2 separate regions of the Mus musculus genome follow, and region 1 is linked to region 2. A link is a contact called in public HiChIP or PLAC-seq data. All regions are on one chromosome and are shown on one strand. The core of a region is the stretch at or near the end of the contact, and the rest is flanking DNA. Distances in the headings are between cores, read along the strand shown.

Region 1 (7,310 bases), core at 1,089-3,588, 44 kb after region 2:
AGAAAGCTCAGGGCCTGGACCAAGAAGCCGGGCAGGAGGACAGAAAGGGCCAGCCACCCCCAGAGGAGACGACCCGTGGCAAAGTAGAAAACTATGGAGCAGAGGCCTGGGGTAAAGACAAGATGAGGGGTGTTGAAATGACAGAGTTAGGCAATGTTTCATATACACGTGTCTTCTGTATGTTACGGTGCTCTGACAGCCTGAAGCCTTTCTGCCACAGACAACACAGTGTTCTTCCAAGAATGTGCCTGTGGTATGCACTCTATCCAACTCAGAGCTTCTGATTTAGACCCATGTACCCTAGGAAATGCTATTTCTCTGCCTTAGTCTGTCCAAGGTCAGGGGCCAAGTGACTAGGGACCTATCTGTAGCCCAAAGCTCACAAAAAAGTACCCATAGAAAACAAGTCCTCCAAATCTATTCGCCATGGTCAGCCTGTCTTGTTTGATGAAGTTCCAGCAGAGGTTCTGGCTCCTGATCAACTGAGTCTTTCCATATGGCCCCACTCAGTATGCCCTGCCTCTTATCCCTAGGAACTGTGATCTTTCTTAAGTCTGTTCTATCCAACAGATCATTTAACTAAAACAAAACAAAACAAAACAAAACAAAACAAAACAAAACATAACCAAACCAAACCAAACCTCAAAGGAACCCAGGTCTCAACATAACCAGCACAGCATCCTTACCATTAGCAAGGAGCCCACAGGGCCTGCTAGCGATAAGACAGGCATAGTGGTAGTGGTATGTCTGTGGGGTTACACCGCATATGTGCTAAGTACCTGGGGGACCCAACAACCAGGAGTGACCTGGAGTCACCACACGGTTACAGCCAACCAGGGCTGCATGTGCTGGACTTCAGTCATAGCTGGTTCTGTGTGAGGCTGGCTTTGGATTTTCTTTTGTTTTGTGTTTCTAAGGACTGAACTCAGGGCAGTTCCTGTGCTAGGTAAGGCCTCTGCTATCCCCGAGTCCACTTTTCTGTTTATTTAGAGACAATGTTCTGCTAAGTTGCACAGGCTAGCTTTAAACTCTTTCTGCAGCCTAGTTAGGTTTAGAACTCACCACGTTCATCCACCCCCAACCTCTTCATTGGCTTGGATTATACGCCTATGCCATCAGACCAGGCTCCACCTATATAACCTCGGATGTCAGCGAGAAGCTGTGTTGGTATTACTGATTACTGAGGGGGATTGTGGAGGGTACTCAGGGACCCTTTCACACTACCGTTGTCCTGAGTTTTCTAGGATTACCAAGGAATGTAGATCAGTAGGCACAAACCTCACTGCTTGGAGGCAGAGCCGGGAACCCATCAGCTATGGGAAGAGAATAGCCACTATTCCTTTCTCAGTCCCAGGTTATGTTCAGTGCACTGACAAGCTTCCTGCTAAACATCCATTCTTTTCCTGTTGGAAAGCTAGGGGACTAGGCCACTATGGGCAACAGTGTACTTCCTAGTCTCTTAGGGCCTAAACTAGCGCCCTTTGGGATTCTGAGTGGGTGTTGGGGACGGGAATCTGCAGGGATTATTCTGTAAATCAGAGGTAAATTTCAGAGATACCATGTCCAAGAAGGGACGCGGAACCTTGTTGGATCCGGATGGTGGAGTTTCCCCAGGGACCGGGCCTTGTAGGAGAGTGGCAGAAGTGGGCGGAGGCACTCTATGCCAGCACTGAAAGGGTTACAAATTCAAACGCGAAAGGCGCGAAAACTATGGCCATCTTGCTTCATCTCCGCTACCCACAGGACCCTTGTCTTCAGTAAACCAGCGTTCTGCTGTGTCACAATCTCGAAAGGGTAACCAGTGTCCTTTGGGATCCCACCCCTCCACCTCTCCCAGCTCTTGGATCGCATGCCACCCCAGCCCGGAGCCCGGGTGTCCAGGGAGCCAGGGCGCCTCACCAAGTGCTGGCGCTCCAAAGTAGCCTCCTCACGCAGCTCTTTGCAGAGCACCAGCGAGAGGAGAGAGAAGGGACTCAGGGCTCCGGGTTTGGAGTATGGGGAGGATCCATGCATGGAGGGATGTCTAACTGGATGGAGGAAATCATGCATGGTGAGGGGATCACACAGGGAGTGCTCTGCAGGCTAGGACGGGAGATCATCGTGCGTGCACCGGCGCAGTGTTCGCCGCTTGCCTGCCTGCCGGAGGAGGAGGAGGCACAGCGGTGGTAGATGTGCCCCGCACACTGGGTTGGAGTAGGGTATTGGAGGGGTGAGCACTCGCGGGCTGCGCCTCACTCACGCGCGCTTTGCTCGGCCGCCTGCAGCAGGGCAGAGAGCCCCAGGAGCCCCGCGTGCATCTTCTGAGCTGCTGCTGCCTGTGCCCGCCCCTTCCCCTGCCCGGGACCGGGTTGGGGAGGCTTCCGGCTTGGGGCCCCAAGACAGGAGGCTTTTCTTCCCAGTCAGTTACCAAGTTGCTAGTAGGGTTGGGGTGAAGGCGGGGACAGGGGGCAGGAGGAACCGACAGGTTCTTAGGGGGCAGTCTCGCGGTCTGTGTCAGATTTGCATGCTGTCCCAGCCTCCTAACGGCTGTAAGACACAATGGGTTTGTTCTGAAGCGAAATGGGTTAGTCACTGGGTGGTCATAGTCAGCGGGTTTGCTCAAAACAGAGTCCACTTAACTACTAGTCAGAGTGGTGTATGTGTGTATGTGTATCATGGGAGGAGGAATTTGAAAAGCTGATTGGGACTTTTGAAAAATTTCAGTTGTGTGTCCAGAAAAGGGAAAGGAAACACGCCTAAAATGGCATCTGAGCCTTTAATAGCCGCTTTGCTTTCAGACCTTTCTCCCAGGTATCCTTGAGGGGTTAATCCAGATCCCCCAAAGCCAGAAGTAAACCTTCCCACGGAAAGTCTTTCTGGGAGATGGGAAAGCATCACCCTGACATTTGTTTCGATGTAGAGGTTACACAGGACTGTGGACGTGGGGACAAAGATTGTTCTGAATCGTCCATGCCCAGCGGAAAAATGTTTTATAACCCTTGAGCAGGCGTGGCAGGAAATTACTAAGTAGAGGTCAGGCCTACAGCGATTCTGCCCCATAGAATTCTTGCGAAGGAATAAGAATACACAAATTAGGACTGGAAATAAATGCTGTTCATGATTAGTGATGGGTGGGGAACATTTCAATACATTTCTCAACATTTTTAGCCTTAAAACATCCCACCACACTCCCCATCCAAATTCCTAGGTGTACGGTTTGAGAAATAAAAACATATTCTATATTTCATTTGTTAAAAACAGTCCAAGGCAGGCAAGGTGGGGGATCAGGACGTTGGCTGCCTCTCTGGTCTGTCTTGTGTGCTGTGTCCAGTGTGGAGGGACATGGCCCCCCAGGTTCAGAATCCTATAAATGGAGATCGCAGAAGGGTCAGCTGGAAGACACAACTGGGGATTCCAGCTGGGATATTCTATCTGATTCTATTCTATTTGATTGGCTGTGTGGCAAAGGTGGTTGGTTCATAATCACACCTCCTGTGCCACCAGCCTCCCTTCTCTCTACCTTTCTTTTCTTCACAGCACTTATCCAGTTACGTTTCCTCCTTGGCTAATGTGTTATCTTTTACCAGTCTGCTATGGCAGGAGGTGAGGTGCCTTCATTAGACTAATGACACTGTCTCTAGACCTGACTCAGGGGAGGCTCTTGTGAGACAGACTTCCTGGAGAGACAAAACATGACAGATAAAAGCAATGGCTGCACCCTTGTCCAGCTTGGTGAACCAATGAGTATTTACTGTGGTGACTAACTGGAGTGGGGGACTCATTACTTACAAGGAGCAGGGATGTCTCAAAAGCAGCGGCAACATCAGAGAGATCACCCTGACATGGGTTTAGATTTCTCCTGCAGGCTCCACATGGCATTAGACCAGAAATGCTGGTATTCTCTATCCTTCAAGCTGACTGGGGAAATCTCGCCTGGGTAAGGTAGATGCGTTGAGAGATCCTTTATAGTCTCAAGATTCCCACTCTTGGTAAGTCCCAGGCCCTGGCTGATATGGCCCGATTAGATTGTTGGTGGCCTCTCTGGAGAATAATCCAGCTTCCCAGAGAAGACTTCCCTAGGGTAGGTAGAACTTCTTACGCACAGGATGTGTCTGTGCTCAGGACTAAAACGGGTCCTAGAATGAGCTAGGAGCTGCCTGTGATAGGCCATCCATCTCCTTGTTTCCCACAGGACTGCTTGTAACTCTGAAGGTTGCTGATTCAGGCCTCCCAAGCAGGGTATGTCCTCCTGCTGACCCCTCAGGCACAGGACCAGCTCTTCTCTGTTCCCTTTAAATCCTGCATCCCTACCTCTCCTGTGTATTTAGTTGGTGCGGAGACTTTCCTGCCATCATAAAGGTCAGGGGAAGAAGGCCATTGTAAGTGTTGGCAAGAGATGGTAGTGAATCCTTATGGTTCCCACAGGGCCCAGAGCAGAGGGAAAGGGGGAGGGGGAGGGGGAGAGGGAGAGGGGGAGGTAGAGGTAGGTGGAGGAAAAGAGGGGGAGGGGGAGGGGGAGGGGGAGAGGGAGGTAGAGGTAGGTGGAGGAAAAGAGGGGGAGGGGGAGGGGGAGGGGGAGAGGGAGAGGGGAGGTAGAGGTAGGTGGAGGAAAAGAGGGGGAGGGGGAGGGGGAGGGGGAAGGGGAGGGGGAGAGATCTCACTTGGTATGATATGAACGTGGCCTCTCTGTGAGAAGACCTTCCTGTAAGCTAGAAATACTTTCAGCACAGGTGAGTTCTTTATGTGCTGATAAAACATGGGAAGTGGAAGATGCCAGAATCTGCCTGTGAATAAGCCCTATGTATGACAGGCTCTTACCCATGTGTCTCAGGGGACAGCTCACAGATTCGGAGGGTTGCCACTTTAAGCCATCGAGCTAGGATGTGCTCTCCTGGTGTTCCTTCATATCTAGGACTGTTAGTCATTTCCCTAGAACCGTCAGTCATTCTCCTGGAGCCTTGTACCCCTGGCTTTGACAGGTGTCTCAGCTTCTGTGGGACCTGGGTGACCTGGGAGAAGAGTAGCCGAACAGCAGGATCAGATAGTATCGGAATCTATCATTTCTACCACGTCTAGGACGCAGATATGAGGTGCCTGTTGGACAGTGGTGTTCCAAAGCCCTGTGTTGGCTGTATTCATATGGATCAGGAATGCACAGTTTTATAGCTGTGCATGATATCATATGATATTGCAATGCAGAGTGAAGTCCTCAGAAGCAGCCCTCTGTCCCCTGATGAGTCTCCAATCCTGTGGGCAGCATGTCTTTACGGTTAGATTTGCTTTTATCCTGGATACTCCAGGTCAGTATCTCCTTCCAGACCTGTTATGTTTCCAAGTCTGGGGTGTTTGTGTAATTCTGGCAAGGATTCCCACAATAGGGCCCCTCCTGCTCCAGGGGAAAGAACATGACTGTGGAGGGTCAGCCATCAGCCAGTTTCTGTGTGCGTTCAGGCCTGTGCTGCACAGGGCTGTATAACTTTCTTCCAGTAGGGGTCTCAGCAGCTTCATTTTTGCAAACAGACTTGTAATCCTTGAATGGTTTCAGCTCAGAACGCAAACACCCAGCATGGCCAGCAGAGGGCAGCCGCGCATCCCATTCAGAACTGTAACTATAGTTGGTCATTCCGTTAGTCACCACAGGTTCTCGACGATTCCACGTATTCCCCCTACTTGAAAATAATATTTAAATCTATCATTTGAGAAGTCCATCGTGTATGCGGTGCGTTTTCATCTATCCATTCCTATTCTATCTAACTTCCCTTGGATGCTCTTTCCCATGTTCACCCCACATTCATGCATTTAAAACTCGTTAGAATTAGCCCACTAAGAGCAGTATGCACATGGGTTTTGGGTTACCTCTAAGGATAAGGACAAACCACCAGTGGCACATCCCCCAGATAAAAGCATGCTCCTATCTCAGCAGCCATCAATTACCCCAGCTCCTCGGTTAGGACTTGGCCCCTGGGACCTTTCCTTCCAGGCTCAACTTTTTACTAGGACGATCTTGTTCAGGCTGGGTGCAGGGAACAATAGCTGTTGTGGGCTCACAAGTGCTATGGCCCTGTCATGTCTGGAGCACAGCATTCCTTAGTGTCATCTCCATTCTTTGGCTTCCATGGTCTTTCCGCCCCTTTTCCGTAACAATCCTTGAGCTTTCTTTTTCCTCCCTCCCTCCCTCCCTCCCTCCCTCCCTTCCTTCCCTTTTTTTTTTCTGTGTAAAAGCGTTTTCCTTTGAGATACTCACAGTCTCCCATTTTCAATTTTGTTTTGTAGTTGGTGCTTTTGAGTTTAAGACAATGCGCTGGCTTTCTGTAAGCAGAAACATCTCTTTCTGTTTGCCTCTCCTCTAACAGGTTGAGGTTTATATTCGAGTATCTCACCCAACTTGATTTTGTATTAACATATGAATCCAGACAAGTACTGCGGGTCTGAAACCCAGTCTCTGGAGTTCATGCTGTGATTGGCTGAATTACAATGTAAAGTTTTGACTCTAGTAACACGAGGGTACTAACTAGGAATCAGTAGGGTTCTAATGTGTGGCTGATAGGCAGGGGAAATGTCTTATAACGACCCCAGTGAAGCTTACAAATACCTTCTGAGAGTTTCTGAACATTTAAAAGATTTAGGGGACATTGGTTTCTTAAGTTTCTGCCAGGAGAACCAGCATAATACATGCATCTGAAAATGTGAACTCTCTTTGCCTAAGGAGTTGCTAATCACCATTCTGCAGCAGGTGCCAGGCAGGCTTTGAGTTTCTTGGGGACATTCCTACCAGATACCTATCAATATTGGACTCCCATCAGTCTCCTCAAAGCGAGACACACAGTGTGACCAACTAAGAGGTGAAGAGTCCTCTAAAGAGCTGATTTAATTTCCTAGCAAATAGAAAGGTAAACTGGGAGCAGCGTGTGGGAGTGGGTCTTATGTACACGGGGCAATGGAAATAAAACAAGAACCCCAGTTCGAGCAGGTCATAATTAACAATATTGGCCTAGTTTCCACCCATTCTCCTTTTGATATTGTATCTCAGTGAGGTAGTCCCTGCATTTCTGTGCTTAGTTGTTTGGACGACACATGGAGTGTTGGCTCTATGTGCCCACTATTGCAAGTGAAACTGTCATCTCCCTTGGTTGACATGGGGGTTAGGGCACCGAAGCCTAGAGTTACTGGAATGTGATAGTGACTATCACACTCACTTCTCATATCTTTCTACCTCGTTCTTCCAGGAAGTGTCCCCAGATGGTCCTTTTATAAATGCAGGGGAGACACTACCCTATCAGCATCTTTGGAGAGCACAGCAGTGGTCTTTGTAAGTCACATCTTACGCAGAG
Region 2 (7,291 bases), core at 3,242-5,741:
ACATCAGCTTGAAGGAAGGCTTTGTTGTGGTCCACAGTTTGAGTAGTAGTCTATCAAGGTGGGGAATGCATGGTGCTAGGATTGTACAGCAGCTGGTCATGTGATATCTGTAGTCAGGACTCACAGAGGAATAAATTCAGGTGGTTCTTCTTTGTATTCAACTCAGGATCCCAGCTCATGAAAGAGGGCCACCCTGTTGAGGAGCAATCCCCTTTGGCCAGAGAAACAACACAGCAGTTAAGAGCATGTTGTTCTTGCAGAGGACCCAGGTTCAATTTCTAGCACCCACATGGCAGCCCACCCCTCTGACTCTATTTTCAGTAGGGTAACTACATACACCCAGGCAACACACACATAAAATAAAGTTAAATTTAGCTCTCAACTGCAGCTTATCCACATAACAAACACAGTACCAGGGGCAAGGATCAGAAAAAGGCACAGGGCGGGATGCCATGTGGGTACTGTGGCTGGGAGCCAAGCATCCACAAGCCAAGCTTGTAGGCAGTGTCCAGAAGGTAACAGGGACCAAGAAAAGATTCTTAATTAGTTTCCCCAGGAGAATGTGGGAACACGTTCCCTGCCAACACTTTGACTTGGGACTTGAACTATCTAGAACTGTGAGACACTAAACACATTGTCTGAAACTTTGTGATAGGGTGTTTAGGCAGCCCTTGGGAATGAACACAGATTTTTGGAAAGAAGGCTTACTTCAGTAAAGTGCTTAAAACGCTTTCAAGAACAAAATTGAGTGAGGTGAAGTTCATCTTAGGTCTGATGAACTATTACTTGTAGCAAATTTGTTGGACCATAGTGAAAACCTACTGCCTGCCAAAGGCCTTTAATTGGATTTACAGGAAAGCTGTTGTTGCAGACCTAAATTTTTAAAGTAGTAGTGTTTATACACACAGTTTTCTGGATAGACTGGGGAAGTAACATTTCCTTTCTGAATAGGAGCTGTTCACTTGTAAAACACCCAGGATGTCTTTAAGCAGTAAGGACGGTGATGATTTAAGATTCCGATAGTGGACTGTTGGCTTCATCTAGAGAAAAGAAAAGAAGGGGAATCTGATCAACATTTGAATTTTAATGTCTCTTTATGTCCATCAATTAAGTATTGAGACTAAGTGCCAATATCTCAGGGGAAAATGTTAGTTATCAAGAATAAATACCAAAGGGACCAGCTGCGGGTGGCACATGCCTTTAATCCCATCACTTGGGTGGCAGAGGCAGGAATGTATATCTCTTTGAGTTTGAGGCCAGCCTTGTTTATAGAGTGAGTACCAGAACAGCCAAGGGTACACAGAGAATACCTGTCTCTAAAAGACAGTTATCTATCTATCTGTCTGTCTGTCTGTCTGTCTGTCTGTCTGTCTGTCTGGATATATGGGGGGAGGGGGAGAATACCCCAAAGGCAGGTGTAAGTTTAGATTTTTAAAAACTTAATAAGGGTTTTTTTTTTATTATAATGTTTTAACCCCTCTTTTAGTCTGTCATCTATTATAGGTAGTGGAAAAGAAAGGTTATTAGGATATGGGGAAAGTGGACCTATTTATAAATAATTTTTGGGTGGTGGGCAATCTAATCTGTGTTGTCTGGATATTAGCATTTTAGTTTACGTGAAATAGCAGCGGCAGCTCAATCTAGAAAAAGTCGTAAGGCTTAGTTGTTGTTTAGAAATAGTTTGGGGGGATTTTAATCTCTAATTGTCAGGATATCAGTAGTCTAGTTTAGTGGTGTCAGGGTAGTAAACATGAATTGGCAGTGGTGGCATGACCCAGCAAAAACAGCCTGGCATCTGCCGAATTGGCATGTGTTGGTAGGAGCTATCAGGACCAGCAGGGATGCTAGGAGAAGCTCTCTGTTGTGAGTCTCTTTCAATGAAGTGCAGGTCAGTGAAGACATAGGACCAACAAAGCATTGTAAATCTAGATATGTAAGTCAGTTGTCTCTGTTGAGTCTTATGCTCCCTCCAAACATTATATGTCCTTCCATGGGTCTTGCCTCAGTAAAACACCACATGAGTCTGTCTTAGCTAAACTTTATGTAATTTTGCCTTAGTAAAACTCTATGTGAGTCTGTATTAGCTTCTCTAGACACATGAAAAGGTGTGCTTTCTTCATGAATCTCATGAGCTCCTTAAGCCTGTCAAGGGGACAATCAGGACTCACTATCTTGAATATGCACTTTGCCTATAGACTATGGCAGAGAACAAAACACTTCATGATCAGTTATAGACTTTCCTTCAGAAGAGCGTTTGCCCCTATATGACCAGCATGATCTCACTAGGGCACACCACATGTTCTACCATACTCCTCCCTCTTTAGACCCCTCTTGCCTCAGCCTTCTTGGTCCTATGGGTGTTGGGATAGCAGGCAGTATCCTCCCTGTTCTTATTAAGGTCAATGATATTTCATTTATAGACAGACCCTTCTAGCTTAAGCCAAACCTCCCTGTTGATCCTTCATTTGCATATACACTATCTGTTGACTGTTGTTTATTTTCAATGTCTGATGACTTATTTGTTATTCTTAAAGCCTTGTTTTGACCTGACTCAGACATGAAGTAGAAGCTCTCAGCAAGGGCAACCTATGTCTCTTGGTGATCTGTTCCTGGCATTTTTCCTTTGGCTTCCTTCATTCTCTTGACCCAAAGTTTAGCACACTCTGCAACCTCCTCATTTTTCTTACTCATTCTTTCCTCAGAGCATTTGGTCAGCTTTTGTGTTGCAGGACATGAAGTAACAAAATGCTGAATCTTGGGACATTTAGTCTTGAGCTTCCTACCCTCTTTGTTTGGGGGCTTTCTAATGATGTATTAGAGAGCTTGAAAAACCTATAGATACTGCTAGCTCTTTTGGCCCCAACCAATGAGGCATAGCAGTACTTGTCAGGCAGGACTATTCTCCTCTCCTTTATTCTATTCTATTCTATTCTATTCTATTCTATTCTATTCTATTCTATTCTATTCTATTCTATTCTTTCTGTCTTAGTTAGGGTTTTACTGCTGTGAACAGACACCGTGACCAAGGCAACTCTTATAAAGACAACATTCAACTGGGGCTGATTTACAGGTTCAGAGTTTCAGTCCATTATCATCAAGGTGGGAGCATGGCAGTATCCAGGCAAGCATGGGGCTGGAGGAGCTGAGAGTTCTATGTCTTCATTTGAAGTGAAAACTGGCTTCCAGGCAGCTAGGATGAGGGTCTTAAAGCTTGCACCCATAGTGACACACCTACTCCAACAAGGCCACACCTACTCCAACAGGGCCATACCTTCTAACAGTGTCACTCCCTGGACTGAGCATATATAAACCATCATACTATTTTATTCTCTATCTTCCTTTTTTCTTCCTTCCTTCCTCTCTTCCTTCCCTCCTTCCTTTCTCTTTTCCCTTTCTGCAATAATCGAGTTGAGAACTCTCAGGCTGGCATGCAGAATGCATCTTTGACAGACCCGTGCTTCCTCTCCCCAGTTATCCTTGGTCTATACAAGAGTGTCCCTTACTCAACAGCAGGTTCACTCTGCCAGGCTCAAGACATGTTGCTTAATGGTCATTCTCACCACTGGTTGAACCACACAGCCCTCCCACACCTTATCCAGAGCACCAGCAGCTACTTCTGTGTCCATTTGCTTCAATGAACCTTAAGGTCATCATCTCCTTTGATGAGTTTCTGACAGCTGGTAGCTGGGAGGGAGATATTCAGCTTCATCTTGACACAGCCAATGGCCTGGGAAGTGCCATGAAAAAGCTGTGGTGTGTTTCCAAGGCTCCAGCTAACTGAACTCATGTACAGGAAGTTCTTAGTCTAAAGTTGCCATTTATATGCAATGCCTTAAGCCGGGTGTGGTGGACCACACCTTTAATCCCAGCACTCAGGAGGCAGAGGCAGATCCCTTGAGTTTGATGCTAGCATAGTCCTTAAAGAAAGATCTAAGATAGATGACGAGAGCCTGTCTTGAAAAACAAATAAATAAATATATAGATGCAATGCCTTCATCCCTAAAACTTATTTTATCTCATGCAATTAGAAAGAGGCCTGTCAAGGGAATGCTAAACACAGTCAAAGCCTGAAGTCTCTTGTGTGGTGTGGTGAGGGTAGAGGCAGGGAGCACGAAGGCACAGACAATTATCCTGGCTTAGCCATTCCCTGGATCATATCATTGCCTTTTATGTAGCAATCAAATGGGACAGGATGGATTCAGCATTGTACTTTAAAACCACTGTGGAGGGAGGTACAGCTGTTCAGACATGAGACACTGGATTCCTGGGGCCCTTCTCAGGAGTTAGCCTATTTTTTTGTTTTTGTTTTCCCTTCAAGGGAAAGAACCAGCTGGCCAAGGCAGGTTGTGGCAGGATGGTGGTATCTTGGCTTCATTTGCCTCTTGTGGAAGCTTTTGCTTCTCCAAGCAGCCAGCAGAGCCTCCACACAGCACAGAGCAGTACTTCTCAGTCAGGTCTGGGGATGAGGCTAGGCTAGGCTGGGCGTGGCCTCTAGGTCCTCCATCCCTCTTGCTTGGCCTGGGATGAGGGTGCCGCAGACGCCCACGGTGGGCTGAGGTGGTCAGGAAACTTACTGGACAATGCAGCTTGCACTTCCCTTTCCTTAATCACCCCACTACTTCTGCATGACACTCCTGTGCCAGGCACAATTGCCCTTCCTGCCGTTTATGCCTTTCCCATGTTTGTGCTCTAAGTGTCCCTCCCGGACAGCGCGTGGGAGGTATGGAATTCCATGAGGTACTCTCCTACCTCTCGACACCCAGCCCCTCTACTCCACTAACCCTGAATGTCCTCTGGACCAGCTCTGACACAGTTACATATACTCAAACAGACCTATTCCTACACTCAGACACATAAGCACACAGTCATATTCAAACATACACAGACATAAATCTACACACTCAAGCAAATACTCAGAAACACACACATAGACACACACAGACACACATATAGACACACCCACACAAATGCAATTAATACTGTCAGATAGAACACACCCGAACATTCAGACACAGAGATATATCCCTGCATGAGCATACATGTTCAAATAACCCCCAATCCTCTCACTCAAAGATTGATACACACAACCAGTCATTACCCTCAAATACACCTACAGTGACACACTTCACACATCAACACAAGCATACATTCACACACTCAGACTCCCCCCACCTCTGTATACATTCACACACATTAACACATAAACATTCCTAAGCATACTCCTTGACATATACAAAACACAAACACTTGTACACACACTCAGAGATATGGAGCACAGAAATAATGCTTGTACCACCAGCTATGGGGTGGGGGTATCCCTAGCCGAGTCTAGTACCACATAAATCGACCTTCTCCCTGTAGCAATCCAAAGGGAATATTTATATGTCCATCACCTACACTCCCCTCTGTGCCTGCATCCCCATCTCTGCTCCTGTGGAGCATCAGCCGAGGCTCCTTGCTTAGCCCCACCCCGCATCACCTGTGTGCCTTCACTTTTCAACTGCCAGGCTTTCCTTTGCATTACCAGATTCCCATTTCTTTGGGCTCCATCCTACCTGGATATTAAAAACACCTACTGGGAGTAGTGGCTCACATCTACAATCCTGGCACTTCAAAGGCTGGGTCAGGAGGACTCTTGTGAGTTCAAGGTCAGCCTGAGCTACAGAAAAAGATTTCTAGCAATAAACTAACCTACCTCCCATTCACCCACCATCACCACCACCACAACCACAATCACAACCACAACCACCACCGACAATAACAGCATTAAACCCAGAACAAAGTCCAAAGCCCAAGCTTTTATTTATTTTTTACTTCAAACTACTATGGGTCTGCTTCTACTTTACCCAGAATTCATCTGAGGGAGCCCCTGTCTTCAGTACCTCCACCCTCCTCCCATTCTTGTGGGCGTTCAGAATTGATCAGCTCCAGACATTTCTGTGAAACAACCTTGCAAAGGTCACAATGCAGTGGCATTGTGTGGTTAGACTGGATAACTTCCCCAGTCCACGTAGGATTTGGCTCACCTGCCACAGTTGGTACAGTTGTTCCCTGGTACTTCATGGTCTTGGTACACTTGCTTCTGGTACACACTCAAGCCTGGTGTCCTAACACTTAGCCATCCCTCTGTTTCATGTGTGGCATTTCCTCTTATCCCCAAACTCAATGGGGACTTGGCCCATCCCTTGCTCCTCAAAGACCTCAGGCACAGTGAACTCTGGCTTTGAATCTCCAGACCAGATTTCCCCCTTGGTGATCCCAGTGGTCCAATCTAATGTCATATTCTTACCCTACTCTGGAAGGCATCTCACAAGGAATGCACTTGATACGTGAGAGGTGGTGTTCTTAGAGGTCTGCCTCTCTATGGGTGAAATAATGTGTGGATGCACACGGGCTACCTTGTTAAATGATCTGTTAACCCCAGGTCATGTGTTGTCTGAACAAAGACTAGTGTACAGAAACATTTATCTGTTATCTATTTATCTAGGCACAGTCCCACTGAGGAAGACACTGTCTTGGCCGTCTTTGTATCTCCGTGCCTTATCCAAGAACCTGAGATACAGCAAGCTTGGGATGTCTGCTGAGTGAGCGACCTTGTGTAGAGTGGGTAGCCACAGCTGATCTGACTCCCAGCACCCCTGTTCTCTGTCTCCTGATAGACAATAGCACCAGCTCTGTCTTGAGGGTACAAACTGAGAGAGTAGCTGCGGCCCTTGGCTAAAGCTTAGAGCTTCCTATGTATTCTCTGTCAACCGTGGGCCCTGGTAGCATTTTGATGTGTGCTTTCCTGTTGAGGAGTTAGGCATATTTGTGGTGACAGTTAAGTTGTATGTGGGGCTACGAGGTGTTTCAGCTTGGGTAGGCAGATTTCCAAATGAGTTTCAAAAGACCAGTGAGACATGATGAATGCCAGCAAGAGAAGGTCTAGGTACCTACAGAGAGGATCATAGCTGTGGGAACCGAAGGGTAGACAAACATCTGGAGGACTGAGTGTCCAAGGCTTGGTGGTAGGAATGGAGACAATGCTTGAATTCTGGGGGAAATAGCCTGTGGTGGTGGTGGTGGGGACTTACGTAACCATAGCAACATTCAGCTTAAGATGAGGGATGAATGGCAAAGGAGTCTAAAGAACAGTGTGTTGTATGTAAACGGAAGGTAGTAAGACCAGTTGTGGATTCCCTCAAGACAACACTTTGTCTTTTGATTGAGGGTCATTTCATTTCATTATATAATCCAAGATGACCTCAAATACATGATCTTCCTGCCTTTACCTGCCACAACAGGAGGTGTA

The links. HiChIP or PLAC-seq counts read pairs in DNA pulled down with a chosen protein or histone mark.
Region 1: an H3K27ac HiChIP or PLAC-seq map of embryonic stem cells shows a contact between it and region 2, with 7 read pairs. The contact joins the promoter of Xkr5 here to the enhancer-like site in region 2. A contact is called at or near these places in 8 of 39 promoter capture datasets (the 3T3-L1 cell line, 3T3-L1-derived adipocytes, the C10 cell line and 5 more), 6 of 484 Hi-C or Micro-C datasets (the Ba/F3 cell line, CD4 T cells, the HPC-7 cell line and 3 more), 7 of 115 datasets of contacts at active chromatin or transcription factors (the SCID.adh cell line, effector CD8 T cells, embryonic stem cells and 2 more) and 1 of 9 other capture datasets (adipose tissue).

The regions. Positions count from the first base shown.
Region 1 is chr8:18,948,637-18,955,946 of GRCm38.p6, forward strand. It overlaps Xkr5 (X-linked Kx blood group related 5), which reads right to left and starts at 2,339. Exons shown (of 7, transcript NM_001113350.2): 1 at 2,240-2,339; 2 at 1-106. The coding sequence starts at 2,297. It overlaps Gm40464 (a long non-coding RNA gene), which reads left to right and starts at 1,631. Exons shown (of 3, transcript XR_870173.3): 1 at 1,631-1,794.
Region 2 is chr8:18,902,825-18,910,115 of GRCm38.p6, forward strand. No RefSeq gene overlaps it. Among named protein-coding and RNA genes, the nearest start is that of Gm35934, 4.2 kb to the left of the region's middle. Within about 2 kb of position 4,492, at least 7 of the 459 cell types and tissues checked have an H3K27ac peak or open chromatin away from gene starts, as enhancers often do. A contact at or near this core is called in embryonic stem cells, where this site is marked.